Linked DNA regions of Mus musculus: region 2 is linked to region 1. A link is a contact called in public HiChIP or PLAC-seq data. All regions are on one chromosome and are shown on one strand. Each heading gives the region's core, a stretch centred on a gene start, on an enhancer-like site or on the middle of the called end of the contact. The rest is flanking DNA. Distances are from core to core; before and after follow the strand shown. Region 1 holds the start of Lrrc75a (leucine rich repeat containing 75A). Region 2 has its middle 38 kb from the start of Zfp287.

What was found. HiChIP or PLAC-seq counts read pairs in DNA pulled down with a chosen protein or histone mark.
Region 2: a contact with region 1 is called in an H3K4me3 HiChIP or PLAC-seq map of the SCID.adh cell line, with 15 read pairs. The contact joins the enhancer-like site here to the promoter of Lrrc75a in region 1. A contact is called at or near these places in 9 of 39 promoter capture datasets (3T3-L1-derived adipocytes, the C10 cell line, embryonic stem cells and 4 more), 2 of 15 datasets of contacts at CTCF or cohesin (CD8 T cells and the NIH/3T3 cell line), 4 of 484 Hi-C or Micro-C datasets (CD4 T cells, bone marrow-derived macrophages, embryonic stem cells and 1 more), 6 of 115 datasets of contacts at active chromatin or transcription factors (the 230-238 cell line, CD8 T cells, the SCID.adh cell line and 1 more) and 3 of 9 other capture datasets (adipose tissue, liver and pancreatic islet).

Annotation. Positions count from the first base shown.
Region 1 is chr11:62,645,869-62,649,797 of GRCm38.p6, reverse strand. It overlaps Lrrc75a (leucine rich repeat containing 75A), which reads left to right and starts at 1,275. Exons shown (of 4, transcript NM_198861.1): 1 at 1,275-1,653. The coding sequence starts at 1,408. It overlaps Mmgt2 (membrane magnesium transporter 2), which reads right to left and starts at 1,134. Exons shown (of 2, transcript NM_175002.2): 1 at 942-1,134.
Region 2 is chr11:62,692,253-62,696,212 of GRCm38.p6, reverse strand. It overlaps a transcript of Zfp287 not described here. Among named protein-coding and RNA genes, the nearest start is that of Zfp287, 38 kb to the left of the region's middle. Within about 2 kb of position 2,507, at least 14 of the 459 cell types and tissues checked have an H3K27ac peak or open chromatin away from gene starts, as enhancers often do. A contact at or near this core is called in the SCID.adh cell line and bone marrow-derived macrophages, where this site is marked.

The DNA of each region.
Region 1 (3,929 bases), core at 26-2,525:
TAAATCTTTAAAAAAGAAAAGAAAAAGTCGTGTGGTCGTACTCACCTAACAATCCTAAATTAGTAAGGTGGAAAATAGGTGGATTTGTGGAGTTCATTGGCCAGGCAAACTAGCCTGCTTGGGGAGTTCCACGCCAGGGAGAAACTTTGTTAAACAAAAAAGCACCAGGGTAAACAGACACAGAAATACACACACACAGTCTTCACCTTCCAACTCTTGACATAAATGTTACTGTGTTACTATCCTAACCTTCCAGAAGGAGCCAGGGATCTGGAAGCCCAAGGCTTTTCTGATACGTATCAGCAGCAGGTGGTGGACTCCAGCCCTCTGGCCTAGAGCAATACTAGCGACCTTAAGAAAGAAAAAATAAATAAATAAATACAAATAAAACTGCTGCCCCTCCTACAGCTAAGAACAGGGCACATGGGCCTCCAAAATACCTTATCCAAGCACCATGGGTTCCCAGGGGGTTGGTAGAAGAAACCCGAGAAGAAGGCAACAAGGAATGTCTAACCAGAAGCCACATTTCCGCTTTGAAGTAGTAGCAGGAAGACTTAAAGGTCTCCTCTCAGCAGTGTCGGAGGGAGAAAAGAATGCAGAGTTCACAAAACTAGAGTATCCAGATCTGTGTCCGTGCACCAACTACCATCACCTACCTGAAAGCCACTGGGGCTCCAAGAAACGAGCATCGGAACCACCCAAGATGCTAGCTAAATGCACATTTCCAGGCCCGGAGAAGAGGCTTGCTCAGTGGGCATTGAGCCAGGCCTGAGATACTACGCTTTAAACCAGCACCTCGGACAATCTGAGATACTGATTCTCTGCAGAGCCCACTCTTGAGAATCTAGACTCTGCGGCGAACAGGACCTCCAAGTTCCGAAGTTTCTCTCCCTCGCTCGGCGCCCCGACCTCCTCCCACCACCGTAATCCCTGGGCCTCACCTAGGCGCGCAGTCAGGAAAGCATCGGGGAACTCACTGACCTTTGCCAGGAAGCCGCGGGCCCCAAGAGGCGCAGCACAGTGTCCGGCAGGGGGCGCTGCACCAGGGACAAAGCAGGGCGGGGGCGCCGGGCACCCCTAGCCCAGAGCCGCGCGGCGGGAAGGAGCGGGCGCCGGAGAGGGAGGGAGACACGCGGCGGCGCGGGGGCGGGGCGGCCGGCGGGGCGGGGCGGGGCCGACGGGCTGGCGGCGAGCGCCGGGACGGGCTGGCGGCGAGCGCCGGGAGAGCGCGCCGGGGCAGCGAGGAGGGAGGAGCGAGGGGAGTGCGGGCCGCAGCCGCCCCCGCCCCCGCCCCGCGCCCGCGCCTCCCGCGCGCAACAGTTCCCCCAAAGTTGCGGCCGGGGAGGCGCGAAGCCGGCGGGGGACGCGGCCTTAGCCCGGCGCGCGCAGCCCCAGGCGGGCGGCGGCATGGGCACTCGGCAGACCAAGGGCAGCCTGGCGGAGAGAGCCAGCCCCGGCGCGGCGCCCGGCCCCCGCCGCGAACGACCCGACTTCTGGGCGTCGCTGCTGCTGCGCGCCGGGGACAAGGCGGGGCGCGCGGGCAGTGGGCTACCCCCCTATCACCGGCGCGTCGGCATGGTCCAGGAGCTGCTGCGGATGGTGCGCCAGGGCCGGCGGGAGGAGGCGGGGACGCTGCTGCAGCACCTGCGCCAGGTGAGCGCGGGGAGGGGGCATGGGGGGCGCGGCGGCTCCCGGAGCGCCCCGCCCCTACGAGGGGGGTGACAGGAGAGCGCCGGGAGGCACCGCCCAGGGTCCCCGTTTCGCGGGGATGGAGCGGTGTGTCAGCAGGTGCCTCTGTGTTTCCTGCTGAATTTGGGGCCTCAGGCTAGGGTGAGGAAGGCTGACCTGTCCAGGTAGGTAAAGGGGACCTGTTGGACCATTGTCCCTGCTCCTCTCCTCCACAAGTCCCCAGGGATAGTTGATGAGAGAGGATACAGAGAGGAATGCCTGGTCTGGGCCAGAGTTTTCTTCCTCTCTGCTCACAACCTATCACCCTCTTGCAAGGGTCCCCAGGGAATGCGCAGTTATCTGTTTAAGCCAGCTTCTGAGGTATGTCCCTAGGACCAGTAAGATTTCAGCCCCTAGATCGTTTGCAACCAATATTGTGTCTTGTGGTTTCATCTCCCCTAACTTTGGCTGGTCCTTGCAGTGAGACCCCGGCAGAAGTCTTGGTCAGAATGAAGCTAGGCTTGGTTTCTTGGCCAGCAGGAACTGTACTGTACTCTCTCAGCCTGGTCCTGATTCACTGACTAAGGGGCATACTACACATCTGACCAATAGTCCCCTTCAATAGTCCCCTCTATTGAAGGGCTGGTGCCTCACCCACCTCTCGTTTTTTTGTTTTCCTTTCTCATTTTCTTCCGGGGAAAGTGGTAGCCTGTACTATAGGGTCTTGCTGAGTGGCAGAGGCAGGAGGGTGCATAGGTGCTCGGTGGAACAGTGATCAGATCGGTTTGGTCTGGCTTTGTGTCACGGACTCGCACAGACGTTATATTTTTGTGCAGACCTTATATTCTTGGAGGACCCCTGTAGATAAACAGTGTGCTGAAAATGGGGGAGGGGAAACCTCAGCTGACCTTTGTGAGGTTTTCCCATTACTGATAGAAGAAGCTGTAGGGACAACTTCCTGGGAGGAGCTTCCAGGATCTAATTGGATCCACATCTCCCTGGATTCTGAACCATGGCTTCCCTCACACCCTATAATGTTTCTCTGGAGTTTGTTCCTAAGGTGTGTGCACTGCAAAAGAAAGAGAAGTAGAGACTTGAGGACTTGGGGAGGTGTAAGCCTTCCACCTTTGCCTCTAGTTTTCCTGACAACAGCCACAGTGATTCTCTAGAGGCTGCTGTACCCTCAGATACCTTCTCTGGGTTGAATCATCAAAGAAAGATAGCATTTTACACCATGTAACTTTAGTGGTGTGTATTTCTCTGTCTTTTGAAAATCAAAAGCCAACCTTGTATGGCCTCCATGGTAATTCTGTCACTTTCACATGCAAAAATGGATTTTCCAGACCGTCATTAGCTGTCTGTGCAATAGGCAGTAAGAGGGTTGTACCAATCACATGCAGCTTCCCCAGCCCTGAAGAACACCAAAGCAAGGAAGAAACTGACAAGCCCTTATTGAGGGGTAGGGGAGAAAATTAAGGCAACATTGGCAAGCACCAGTTAGGAGCCCACTGGAGGGAGCCGAGGGTCTCAGGGAGGAGGCTGATGTTAGGGGTATCCAGTAAAATTACACATCGCATTGTGGGACCTGGCCCTCTCCCTTTAGGGTCTTCCGCTTGTGTGTCTTTGGCTCTCTCTCTGGCACCTCTCCAACCACAGGCCCCGGAGGGCTAAAGGGAAGAGGCAGGGTTAATCAGACTTCCCCCTTTTCTGGGGCTCCCTGGCCCTGTGCCTGATGATGAGGGCTGTGGACCTGGAGAGCTGCCCTGCGTTGCCTGTAATGTGGGGATCAGAGAGCCCTTCCAGGAAACGGTCATTGACCTTAGGCGTGTGGCAGTGGGGCTCAGGGATGTCCCAGTGTCTGTGACAAATGAAAAGGGTGTTTTCTAGGACCCTGAAACCAAGCAGCGGAATGTCTAGCCAGATTTGTGCTGCAGTCTGAGTGGCTCTCCCCCAAGATACTATTTCCATCTTAGTTTCCTCCTGGCAGGAACCCGGGCAGTTTGGCCACCCCCACTCGCATAGTACTTTCTCCTGTATTTGATAACATTTGGCACTAAGTGTTTGGATTTGGGTTCTTTTGAAGCAAGGTCTTCTGTGTCCCAGACTGGCCTCTAACTCACTGTGAAGCCAATGATGACCTTGAACTTCTGATCCCCCCCCCTCCCCCCAGCCTCCACATCCCAAAGTGTTGGAATTACAAGCATGGGCCACCACACCCAGCTTATTTGGTCCTGGAGATCAAGCTCTGGGGCCTTGTGCAT
Region 2 (3,960 bases), core at 1,258-3,757, 45 kb before region 1:
ATCATTTCACTCTAGGAATTATAACACCCACCATACACACAGTATACTAAATTCCAGCTTCTTAACCTGTGTCATGTGTCATGAAGAGTCATGTAATTAAATGTGGAGGTTGTGAATTGGAGATAATAAAATTGTTCTGAATGCACAAAAAAAAAATTCAAACTCAAATATGTGGTGAATCAGAGGTGTTTTCTGGCAGGGCTGACATGTGTCACAATTTCATTGCAGCCTTGGTCCTGAACATACAACAACATGCCTGCTTTGAACTGAGCACGCCATCATGCCACACACATAAACAGACGCTGACTCAAACACCTCGGCTCAGATTTAGAACTACCATATGTTACAAGTTGCAGGATTTTAACAAAACTTTTTACAAGGATTTCGGTTCTGGTTTCTATAAACATGGTTTGATGACAGCAAAATCTGAATGTTCTCCTACCATTGTTCCTAGTGTGTTTCAAATTAGTGTATCCTTGAATTGGGTGTGTTAAAATATTTGATTTTTAAAATTCTTGTGGCGTTGCCATCTTCTTTCTTTTGATGTAATAAAATACCCTAGTAAAAACAAGGTAACAGAGAAAGGGTTTCTTTTTATTTATTTCTCTTTTTTTATCTTAAAAAAAAAAAAGATTTATTTGTTTTATGTAAATACACTGTTGCTGTCTTAAGAGACACCAGAAGAGGGCATCAGATCTCATCACAGATGGTTGTGAGCCACCATGTGGTTGCTGGGAATTGAACTCAGGAAAAAGCAGTCAGTGCTCTTAACCACAGAGCCATCTCTCCAGCCCCAGGGTTTCTTTTTTTAAGATTTACCTTGTTATTATGTATATGCGGGTGTGTATGTGCATGAGCATGCAGGTGCCCGCACAGCCAGAAGAGGGCGTCAGATCCCCTGGAGCTGGAATTACGGACAGTTCCCAGCCATCCTGCGTATCTGAACTCCCATTCTCAGAAAAAATCAACTGGGGCGCTTAACTACTGAGCCATCTCTCCGGCTTCAGGAAAGGGTTCTATTTGGCTCACAAAGGTAGGACACAGTCAGTTTGTTGTTACAGGGACGTCAGGAACATGGGAACTTGTCAGCCTAACCTAAACTATCCCTCACTAAAACTCCCTTCTGTCCTGTAGGCCAGGCATGGTAGCGCACGCCTTTAATCCCAGTACTCAGGAGTCAGAGGCAGGCAGATCTCTGAGTTCATGTCAGCCTGGTCTACATAGGACTACACAAAAAGATCCTGTCTCAAAGCAAAAACAAAAGTGCCCTCCCTTCCTGGGTGATTCTAGATGTGTCTGATTGGCAATGAGCACTAACCAGAACCTGCTGACTTACGTTCTCAATTATGAATTTCATCTTAGGATTAGGACACAATTTCCAGCAATTTCTGAAACGGTCCTAAATCTATGTCTTCCATTTTGTGTTATATTTATGTGCACCATTCTCAGAATTGGCAGTTATAAAATCAAAATGTCCTTCAACTCTGAAAACTGGTGGAGATGTTCATTCTGTGTCTTCAAATACCAAATATTCAGCTAAGATTTAATACTGTGTGTCATGTAAATAAGCATATCTATCCTGTTAGTGTGAGATTTTGCTTATCTTTAGCAAGTGATAATATTCCATGTGCAGAAGATGTGCACTCCTTTCATTCCAGTGAGGTAGAGGCAGGAGGATCTCTGGGACAGCCTGGTCTACAGAGCCAGTTCTAGGACAGCCAGGGTTACACAGAGAAACCCTGCCTGGAACATATAATAAACCTATAGCAAAGAATTGTTCTTAAATTAATTTCTTTATTTTTAATTTCTTTATTCTCTGTAAATACTTGATTTTTACACACTTTTCATGAGTGCTTTGCCTGCATGTGTGTCTGTGTCCACTTGCATGCCTGAAGTTACAGAGAGAGGGGTTGTGAGAAACCATGTGGGTATTAGGAATTGCTGGGAATTGAACTGGGGTCCTATGGAAAAGCAGCCAGTCCTCCTAACTACTGATCCATCTATTTCTAAAGTCCCTGTATACATGTTTTATAAATCTATATACCTAGGGCTACAGAATTTTCTGAGTGGAAATTTTTTAAGAAGCCCTGAAATTAATAATGGCCACCAAATATGTCCACATCCTAACTCCTGGACTTGTAAATGTGGAACTTTTTATTTTCTTTCTTTTTATTTTACTTCATTTTATTTTATTTTTATTTTAATCCAAATGCTGGGCTTACACTGGGGATTGAATTGTGAGTTCCATGCATGCTGGACAAGCACTCTTTTTTTTTTTTTTTTTTTTTTTTTTTTTTTTAAGATTTGTTTATTTATTTATTTATTATATGTAAGTACACTGTAGCTGTCCTCAGACACTCCAGAAGAGGGAGTCAGATCTCGTTACGGATGGTTGTGAGCCACCATGTGGTTGCTGGGATTTGAACTCCTGACCTTCGGAAGAGCAGTCGGGTGCTCTTACCCACTGAGCCATCTCACCAGCCCTGGACAAGCACTCTTATTTTAAGGAAAAGTGATGGGGAGAGAGGGTGCTTAGAGATCTCAAGATAGGCAAAAATCATCCTGCACTACCTGGGGGCACTAAATAATATCGCAAAAGTATTGGAAGAGACAAACAGAGGACAATTTAGCAGAAGAAAACACAACTTTAGACCACACACTGAAGCCACAGAGCAGTACCAACCACCGAAATGGAAAGGACGGGTCTAGATTTTACCACTAGAGGGAGCAACGACTCTGACATCTTGAGGCCTAGCCAGTGAAACTGGTAAACCGCTTCTAAGCTGCTAAGCCCAGTTTTCCTCTTCGTAGCTCACCATTGTCAACTTTTATGATTTACTTCCCTTCCCCCACCCTCATCTTAACAGAAGGAAATATGAACGCATAGTCAGTTTCTTGGTGCTCTTTCTTGGGTAGCAAGTGACACACAATAAGCATATCTCTCCTTTTTTTTTTTTTCCTTTTCTCCTAGAAAGACACCATAAGGACAAAAGCATAAATGTCCACAACTGTAGCTGCTGTCCCTGACACCGTGACCATGGTATGGCATAGCCTAAACTTTTTGATGATCCGGCATCATGATGAAGAAACATGGCAGTTTTTCTGAAACAATGTAGTTCAGGCCCAGATAGGAAGCCTGGAGAGGTCTTCCTTGTGGCTTCAGCAGCTTCTCCCAGCAGAAGAGTGGGCAATTACTGCTGGAGGGGAACATAGAACTAAGGAATTGCGTTCAGCACATCCGCTGCACAGCTGGGACTCTTCTTGTGCAAAGAATTTGAAAAGAGTAAGGTGCTGTGGAAGAGAAAGAAAAGAAAGTCCTTACAACGGGCTGGAGAAACGGCTCCACGGTTACAAGCCTATGCTGCTCTTGCAGAAGGCCCAAGTTTGGTTCCCAGAGCCCCCACATCGGGTGCTCACTGCTAGAATTCCTGCTCCAGAAGATCTGACCTGACACTCCGGGCCTCTGTGGGTACCTACAACTCACATACATAAAACCCATATGCACATGACACACACATATATGCATAACTAAGAAAACAAAAGTAGAATCTTTTTAAAACAAACCATAGTGAGAGCAGAGGATGTGGCCCGTGGACTGAGCCCCATCTGGCACATATGAGGCTCTAGGTTCATCAGGACAGACTTCCGGCCACATACTGTAAGCCCACTCACCTGACACTGGTCCTTCTGTGAAAGAGAACGTTCTACAGTGAGACATTTTTAACTATTGTATAGCAGAAACAGACAATAAATCTATCACTTGACTTTTTTTTTTTTTTTTTTAGATTTATTTATTGATTATATGTAAGTACACTGTAGCTGTCTTCAGACACTCTAGAAGAGTGTCTTCAGACACTCTAGAAGAGGGAGTCAGATCTTGTTGGGGATGGTTGTGAGCCACCATGTGGTTGCTGGGATTCGAACTCTGGACCTTCAGAAGAGCAGTCGGGTGCTCTTACC